Linked DNA regions of Mus musculus: regions 2 and 3 are each linked to region 1. Evidence: chromatin contacts called from public Hi-C and HiChIP or PLAC-seq data. All regions are on one chromosome and are shown on one strand. Each heading gives the region's core, a stretch centred on a gene start, on an enhancer-like site or on the middle of the called end of the contact. The rest is flanking DNA. Distances are from core to core; before and after follow the strand shown. Region 1 overlaps Ank3 (ankyrin 3, epithelial). Region 2 overlaps Ank3 (ankyrin 3, epithelial). Region 3 overlaps Gm40687 (a long non-coding RNA gene).

Region 1 (2,700 bases), core at 169-2,668:
CATTGATATATAACCAATGATAGTTGGGTTATGATCATGTAGGGTATATATTATAGTCTTCAGACAGTCACAACCATCAAGAGCTTTAGCTAAAAAATCAGATGAGGAGACTGGAGAAAGAGAAAGAATACAGGTAGATGATAGGTAAATAATGAATGAATGGATGTATTGATGAGCATTCTTTTAGCTTAACCTTCTAAACAACACTCAATCTGAAGCAAAACAAGAGACACAAAACCCACTAAACCAGGATAGAAACATCAAATAATATAAGGTTGTATTCTCTCCAAAAACTGCAGTTTATGAGTAGAGAAAGGCCAGAGGGTTTCACATTCTTTTCCTTCACCTTTTATATATATATATATATATATATATATATATATATATATATATATATATATATATATGTGTGTGTGTGTATATATATATATATTCTTTTAGGTTTGCATATGCGTGCATGTAGGTACACGGGCTATAGTGTGGGGGCGGGGGGGAGGGTCAGGTGACAGGTTGCGCCTTTACATGCTGAGTCATCTCACCAGTTCCTATTTTCATTTTAATTGCATGAACAGCGCCTGAACAGTGGCACAATCAGGAAGAGAAGGAAGAGAGTCTACGTCCATATATAATGTCAGAAATGAAGTCTTGATTGGAAAAGAGTACTGGATGTGTGTATGGATTAGTATTTGTCGTAGTAGATGAAGCCCAGTGTTTCAGAGACAAGTCTACACGTGAACTCTCATTGCGACCCTTGGCTTCCTGTGCGACCTTGGATAGTTGCATCAACCCCCCAGAGCAGTTTTCTGATCTATAAATAGAGCCCCTAAGACCTCTCCCATGGAACAGTGGTCCAAATAAAATAAGACCCCAAGTATAAAGCTCATGTAACAGAGGACATTAAAAACGGCTCCATTTTCTCTTGGGTTAACTCTACAACTGCCTATGATTTAAAGCAAGGGCCAGTCAAGGTTTGAGTGGGTGGAAATGCCAACATAAAGAATGAGCTTTTCTGTTTTCTGTTAAACTCTAATCACTGTTCGTTGGTGTGTCTTGACTGCCGTACCAGCCCTTCTTGGGTGCATTGTTGCTTGTTTCTTTTCTGTTCTCCACTGTTTGAATATAACCATCTACTTTACATTCAGAGCATCCCCGAGTTTCCCCGGCTTTACCTCCTTCTCCATCTCTAGAATGGGGAGGGGGGATGCTTAGGAAAGAAAGAGGTGAGCGGAGTGGACACAAACCAAAATCAGCACATTACTTCTGGAAATTCCTCTCCCAACCATGAATGCATATCCCTCTAGTCTTGGCTTTGTGCAGTGTCCAGATGGTAAGGGTCTGTTCTAGATAACATTCTCTGGTGTGACACCCTACTGTCCCTAGCTTTCTGGTCCAAGTCCTGCTCTGTACTGTGCACAAAGGTCAGACTGAAGGAAGGTCTTTTGGGTCTCTGTGTACATAAGGCTTGGCTCTTTGCATAACAGGAGAGAGCATTCTTTCCAGCCAGCAGCACGAAGCTCCCCCCCTCACTTACAAGATTACTGTCACCAAAATGAAATAGAAGCCCAGGGCCAGCCTGTATGGGCAATTCAAAAGTCTGCCCAAGGGAAACCCATTCATTACATTAATGCTTTAAAAAAAAAAAATCTAGGGGATTGGAAAGAAAATTGCCAACCCTTCGCAATTCCATTTCCTGCCATAATGTCACCATGGCAACTCAGCTTCCCACTCGATCCTGTCTAGTCTGTTATATATGTGTGGTATGGAAGTGGGCTCCCTCACCTCCCCCAAAGTTGCCTGTGCCAAGAATCTGTCAGATGGGCGTTAATGTTACATGAGGTTGGAGAACAGCATTTTTTTTTTCTTTTTGGTCCAGGACTCCTTCCTTGTAATTGACACTTTACATACATACATTGCAAGTTTGCAGGGGTTGGTTTAAAAAAAAAAAAAAAGAATTCTTGTAACAAACAAACAAACAGGATCCAGCAACATTTGTGTAATTTGAAAGTGAGGAATATGCAAGTGTTTTGTTGGCAAGCACGTTATCCATAAAAGCTCTTTTATAAGCTTGCAGTATCCGGGTTTACAAGAAAGGAAAATCTTATTAGAGCAAATTCTGAGAGTTAGCTGATTGAGTCATGCTTTCCAATCTAATTGACCAACAACTTCCTCCAGTGAGAATTTCAGAGGGTTGGGATTTGGGGTGGGTTTTTTTTTGTTGTTGTTGTTTTTGTTTTGATTTTTTTGTTTTGTTTTGTAGTTGTTTTTAAAGGATGAGATATTTCAATAGTGTTTCAGCATTTAATAAAATGAATCCAAAGCAAAAGACGAAGCAAGACCTGTGAGATGACTCAGCAGGGAGAGCAGCTTGCAGCCAAGCCTGGCGACCTACATTTGGTCCCCAGGACCCACACGGTAGAAGGAGAGAGCCAGCTCCTGAAGTTGTCCTCTGACCTCCGCACATGCATTCCATGACACAAACACGCACACACAAACGAAGGAGGGCAGAGCGGAAACATCCTTTTTCAATCATGATCATCCAACTAGGAAATACTTGCATAATGATTAGTGTGAACTCAGGTGATGTGGCTCAGTTAGTAGAATCTTGCCTGGTATTTATAAAAGCCCTGAGTTAGATCCCAGCATCACACAGAAGGGATGTGTTGTCATGATAATCTCAGTACAGGAGGGTTAGAAGTTCAA
Region 2 (2,767 bases), core at 86-2,585, 280 kb before region 1:
CCATACTGTGCCTCCACCAAACATATCCCTGGCCTTTTTTTTTTTTTTTTGCTCTTCTTTTTTTTAATAAAACACAACACAGATATTAAAGCAAGGAGATAAAGGAGCCAAATTCGGATAGGGAAGACCAGGTTCCTTCCTGTCTCTATTTCGACAATGGCAAAAGAAATAAATACATTTATCTGAAATTCAGGATCTGGCAGTTTCAACAGATTCAGCCATCTCTTCCTGCAGAAGCTTCCAGAAGCTCCATTTACCCCCATGGGCCATCTCTGTTCCATTGGATAAACTGCAAATACTGATTAGCCACATGCGGTGGGAATAACAGAGCGCAGGAGCCCATTGTTAACACTGTGCCCTCCACTCTACTTAGTGATAATACGAGGAGGCTGTAATTGCTTGGCTGCCTGTTGTTTTCTTTACTTGGCTAGGCAGAGTGTTTTCTATTCTACATCTCACATCCTCGGGTGGAGGAGAGACAGGGATTGTCCCTCTCGGGGACAATATTGGTCCATGGGCGGAGGCAACCCTACAATGGCTGGCATATTGTTTCCATCCATCAAGTATCAAGGTGAACAAAGAAGGGACTGGGGCAGACCTACAGTTTTACCTTTTCCTTGAGGAGGGAGAGGTGATTTGGGGGAAGGGAACCAAGAAGGGGGTGTGGCTCATTTAAGAAAATGCTTGCAAGCCTTTATGAAGCCCTCTGCTCAGTCCCCACACTGTATAAGCCAGGCTCGGGGTGGGGTGGGGTGGGGTGGGGTGGGGTGGGGCACAAGCCCTTCTACTCTCAGAACTGCAAAGGTACTGATCAGCAGATCAGAAGTTCAAAGTCACCCTTTGCTACCTATAAAGTCTAGGATACTTGAAATCGTATCATGAGAGAGACAGAGACAGAGATGTTGTGTTTATATAAAAAGAAAAGAAAGGCCAGGGATATGTTTGGTGCAGGTGCAGTAAGGTGTGAGGGAAGGGAGTGCCTCTGTGGCCCCATGCTGAGGCATCCCTTCCCCCTGAGGGACCAGCCACATGAAAGTATAGGATAGGATAGAGCTTATTTAGGACATGGGGAGGGGAGTTGAGACAGATAGGCAGGGAGAGAGAGAGAGAGAGAGAGAGAGAGAGAGAGAGAGAGAGAGAGAGAGAGAGAGAGAGAGAGAGAGAGAGAGAAGGCCGGCATGGGCACTTGAAGAGAACGGGGGGAGGAAATAGGAAGAAAAGAGACAGAGGAAGAAGAGGGCAAGAGGAGGGAGAAAGAGAAGAGAGGGAGAAGGCGGCAAGCAGCCCCTTTTACAGCGAGTCAGGCACACCGGGCTGTTGCCAGGTAACTGTGGGGCGGAGCCTAGAATGACAGCAATCTGGGCTAAATCCCGTGGTTCAGACAACAACTTGGGGAGTATCTGGAAACGTGAGCTCAATAAAGAATTGATGCCTTTTAAACCTTCCGCAAACTTCTGGTTAACATCTACTAGCCTATGAAGACCTGCTCAATAGCTTAATGAACCACATCTCTGGGGAGTAGTCCTGGAGCCCAGGCTGCTGAGCCCAGCTAGTTCTCAGCCGCCGCTTGAAGACCGACCTGCTGTGATAAGATTGGGTTTGGTTTTGAGTAGCTAAGCAGGCTTCGCAGCAGGAGGCTGCTTGAGATTTCCCCCACCATCCACCAGACTGCTTTGTATGGTTCCCACTGGAAGGCTAGGGAGGAGTCTCTCTGCTATTTTTTTTTTTTTTTTTTTTTTGTCACAAGGTACCACCTCAAACACAAGCCTTTTCCCATATACAAGACAGAAAGCTGTCATTAACTGATATGGTTGGCTCGTGGCTGTGATTTGTGTAATTGCAGGGTTTTTTTTGTTTTGTTTTGTTTTGTTTTTTACATATACTAATGGTTTTTATTTACATAAAAAAACACCAGTCTCTCAGGTAGCACTAGCAAGCTCTGAGGAATGGAAACATATATACCTGCGGAGGTTTAGGCTGGTGTGGATTTAACGCACTGCCCTCCATTACGGTAGATCACCTTTTTCCTTGAGTGCTAACATTTTTTGCACAGCACTGAATCAACTAAAACACACACACACAGACACACACAGACACACACACACACACACACACACACACACACCGAGCGTTCCAAAGGACTTTGTAGTTTTGCTGAGCTGGGAACGCATTTGGCCCAGTGTGCAATGATTGGCAAGGCCCCTCCCCTCTTCACCCGCCCCAGAGCTTCTGTCTGCTCTGCTGCACCCAGATTGTGTTATTATTCGTTTGTGTATGAGGAGGGAATTGTGTGGTTAAAGGACCCCCCTCCCAGTTTGAGGAAACCCTAAAATCTCTAGTTCTCTCACAAACGTCATCACTAGGGGGATTGTATTGAGGCTCTGATTCTCATACACGTCCACCTTTGACCACATGGCCTTACATGCAAAATAAATAAAATATTTGAGGAAGATGTAAAACGATTATCCTCTAGACATAAGCCAGCCCAGCTCATGACAATTTTATCCTGCACTAAAAACAATGGGGTCAAGAATTGATTTCCTCAGGAAGGCATTGACAGCTGCCCGGTGCTAAGGATCTCTCACCAGAGGTCCCATCTCCAGAGAAACCTACCCAGAGCCCTCCTCCCCATCCTTTGGTTCCCACCATCATCCCAATGGCCACAATGTATGAGACACAGATGTCCTATTCGGGAGCCTCCTTTCGTGGACCAGTTTAAACAGGCAGATCTTGTTAGCATTCCTTCTAGGATCCACCCCACCCCACC
Region 3 (2,700 bases), core at 10-2,509, 440 kb after region 1:
ATGCAGTGTGCACTCCAGGGGTGTCCTGTGTAGTCTGAGGGAGGGTGCCAAGGGCACTGAAACTGTTAGGCTACCAAATCATTTCTCTCAGGAATCTCATCCCAGCAAGGAAAAGCTGACGACTCCCTCTGCAGCAGCCTCGGAGGTTAAGGAAGGCGTCCCAAGCAAGAGCCTGACATTTATCTTCAGGGCTCTGCTGCTACCACCAAGAATGTCAACCTCAGCAGGGCATGGTGGCGCATGCCTTTAATTCCAGCACTTGGGAGTTAAGGCAGGCAGATTTCTGAGTTCGAGGCCAGCCTGGTCTACAAAGTGAGCTCCAGGACAGCCAGGGCTATACAGAGAAACCCTGTCTTGAACCCCCCCCCCCCAATAAAAAGAATGTCAACCTCTTTGGGGTCCAGGACATTGTGGGCACCTTGGAATGGGCACAGGGAACCAAGAGGCCCCCAGCCTAACTGGATAGGACTTCAGGCAGGCAGTCGGGACACGGGAGCCGAGGGACTAAAGACTCTATTTTTCCTCAGTGGACCAGAAGCACTTCAGTATTTCTCAAGCACCATTGAATGGCAGCATCTGAAGAAGGTACATGTACCAAATATACAGCGAGACATTTTCTTAGAAGAAAAGAAACAGGAGAAATTAATTTTGCTGTTTCATCTTGCTTGAGAGGCACAAAATGCTAAACATGTAATCAGTATATGACTAATTAATGAGATTGATGATTAATGAGAGACTTTGACTTTTTAAAAGTCTATCTCAAAATCCAGAGAGCACAGAGAGGCCACATGTGGTGACCCCTCCCCACAGGCCTATGAGGAAGGCTCGCTCCCTCCCTCCCTCCCTCCCTCCCTCCCTTCCCAGCTTTCTGGGGATTTGGTGCCCCGCCCCCCAACTCCCGCCCCACCCCCACTCCTCTGTCAACCTTCCCAGCCTTTAACGTGTGCAGGTTGTGCCAAAATCATATTAGCTGGCTCAGCTCCCGGTGCAATTATATTAGTTACCTGGCCTGTTAGCCCTGCCTTGGCCATGGAAGCTGAGCCTTACCCCTCTTTAAAGCTTCCTTGAAGACTCAGGCATAGTTTACTTGCACCCTTGAGCTCCTGAACACAGGCGCCATTGGGTTCCTGAGGATAGGTGGAGATGCGTAGTGAGCTGAGGCCTTACCCAGGCCTCTTTTCGAGCCACCTGAGATGGGGGCTTCTTTGCCTTCGGTCTTCTCCATAGGGCGAGCCCTGCATGCATAAGAGTTATTCCCTGTACTCTTGCGCCACCTTGTGGTACTTGTGAAAAATCCGAAAATGGCCTCCCGCATCTAGGTCTCACCTAGCAGAACAGCCTGGAAGGACCAGCTGGCTTTTGTAATCGCCTTTAGTCTGAGAGGAAATGAGATTTGTTACTGAATATGCACCGTCTCCTAGGGGTCGAGCTGCCTGCGGAGAGTTCAGTCGCTGTAGTGACTACAGCCGGAACAAAGAGGAAGCATAAATTCCAGGCTGCTCCTCTGTCGTTTAGACAGAATCCTGTCCTAAGCCTAAATGTATGTGGTCTGTCCATTGGAGTTAGCTCTGGCCATGACCAGTCCAAAACAAACAAGCAACAAAAATAAGCAAATATGTAAAGATAATAAAGTCTGATAAGGCTGGTTGCAGCCTACTATGCTTGACAATACAATAATATTGTCTTATTCCAAGCCTTATATGCTTGGAAATCCCTGTATCAAGGAAGGAGTGTGAGGGCTAGGGAGATGGCTCAGTCAGTCAAGTACTTGCCTTGCAGCTGGGGGGCCTGAGTTTGAACCACAGAACTCACACAGGGGATCGGTGTCCCAACTCTGGGTTGGTTTAGACAAGCCGATTCCACTGGCTGGCCAGCCACTCTAGTTTACTTGGTGAGTTCCGGGCCAAGGAGAGACCTGTCTCTGAAGACAAGGTGGATGGATGGCGCTTGTGTAATGACACCCCAAGTTTTCCTCTGGCTTCTATGCATGGGGACAACGTGTGAACACACAGAAGGTTCCTCAATCATGTTCCAACAAGGGACAGGAACAGTGGTTTTCATCAACAGAGCTGGGCAACACATGCCCCCTCCTTCTCCCTCAATGATTTTTCTGTATGCTGCACACCCCTGTCCCCTGAGTCATAAGCCACCTGCAATTTCAGACTGGAAATAAAATCAGCCCCAGACCCTGACTTTGCCGGGTCTTGCAGGAGAGATGACCCCATGAAGCTGAGTCTGCTCTTTGCTTCAAGTTTTTACTGAGGCTTATGGCTGCCAGAGCAGAAGTTTCCCCATGGCCACGGTGGCTTTGGGAGGCCTTGCTAAATAGAGTACCTCAGAAATACAAAGTCCTTCCCACCCGGTGGCCCCAGCACTTAGAGTTCCTAAGTGTATTTTTCATTTCCGTTAAGGCATCAAAAGCCTTTAAAGTCCAATTTTGTAGGGAAACAATTTAAGCTTTTACCTGACATCCCAACCTTAGCATAAAAGTTCTCATTATGTGGGTTCTATGGGAGATGTTCATCAATGGGAGCCAGTGACGGAATTTGGTCCTTTCTCCGCGAGGGTGTGTCAGCGTGAGGCACTTCAGGAGGTCGGATGTCTGTGCACCATCTGTAGCTTTACACATCTATACGTCTACACACGTACGTATGTCTGAGGGGCAGAGGCTAGAGGTTTATGGGAAGAAGGTATTGAGCT

Evidence for each region. Hi-C and Micro-C count contacts between places; a contact is called where the count stands out from the background. HiChIP or PLAC-seq counts read pairs in DNA pulled down with a chosen protein or histone mark.
Region 2: an Esrrb HiChIP or PLAC-seq map of embryonic stem cells shows a contact between it and region 1, with 7 times the contacts expected there. The contact joins two enhancer-like sites. A contact is called at or near these places in 1 of 484 Hi-C or Micro-C datasets (forebrain) and 3 of 115 datasets of contacts at active chromatin or transcription factors (embryonic stem cells and pancreatic cancer cells).
Region 3: a Hi-C map of stem cell-derived neural stem cells shows a contact between it and region 1, with 4 times the contacts expected there. The contact joins two enhancer-like sites. A contact is called at or near these places in 5 of 39 promoter capture datasets (cranial neural crest, embryonic stem cells, frontonasal cranial neural crest and 2 more), 81 of 484 Hi-C or Micro-C datasets (the AML12 cell line, B cells, the BV-2 cell line and 42 more), 6 of 115 datasets of contacts at active chromatin or transcription factors (bone marrow-derived dendritic cells, embryonic basal ganglia, embryonic stem cells and 2 more) and 1 of 9 other capture datasets (embryonic stem cells).

The regions. Positions count from the first base shown.
Region 1 is chr10:69,857,648-69,860,347 of GRCm38.p6, forward strand. All of the region lies in intron 8 of Ank3 (ankyrin 3, epithelial), which reads left to right. Among named protein-coding and RNA genes, the nearest start is that of Gm33416, 7.4 kb to the right of the region's middle. Within about 2 kb of position 1,419, at least 57 of the 459 cell types and tissues checked have an H3K27ac peak or open chromatin away from gene starts, as enhancers often do. A contact at or near this core is called in the N1E-115 cell line, brain, cerebellum and 3 more, where this site is marked.
Region 2 is chr10:69,572,931-69,575,697 of GRCm38.p6, forward strand. All of the region lies in intron 1 of Ank3 (ankyrin 3, epithelial), which reads left to right. Among named protein-coding and RNA genes, the nearest start is that of Gm33464, 11 kb to the left of the region's middle. Within about 2 kb of position 1,336, at least 41 of the 459 cell types and tissues checked have an H3K27ac peak or open chromatin away from gene starts, as enhancers often do. A contact at or near this core is called in embryonic stem cells and forebrain, where this site is marked.
Region 3 is chr10:70,295,727-70,298,426 of GRCm38.p6, forward strand. All of the region lies in intron 2 of Gm40687 (a long non-coding RNA gene), which reads left to right. Among named protein-coding and RNA genes, the nearest start is that of Gm33704, 3.7 kb to the left of the region's middle. Within about 2 kb of position 1,260, at least 37 of the 459 cell types and tissues checked have an H3K27ac peak or open chromatin away from gene starts, as enhancers often do. A contact at or near this core is called in the N1E-115 cell line, brain, cerebellum and 1 more, where this site is marked.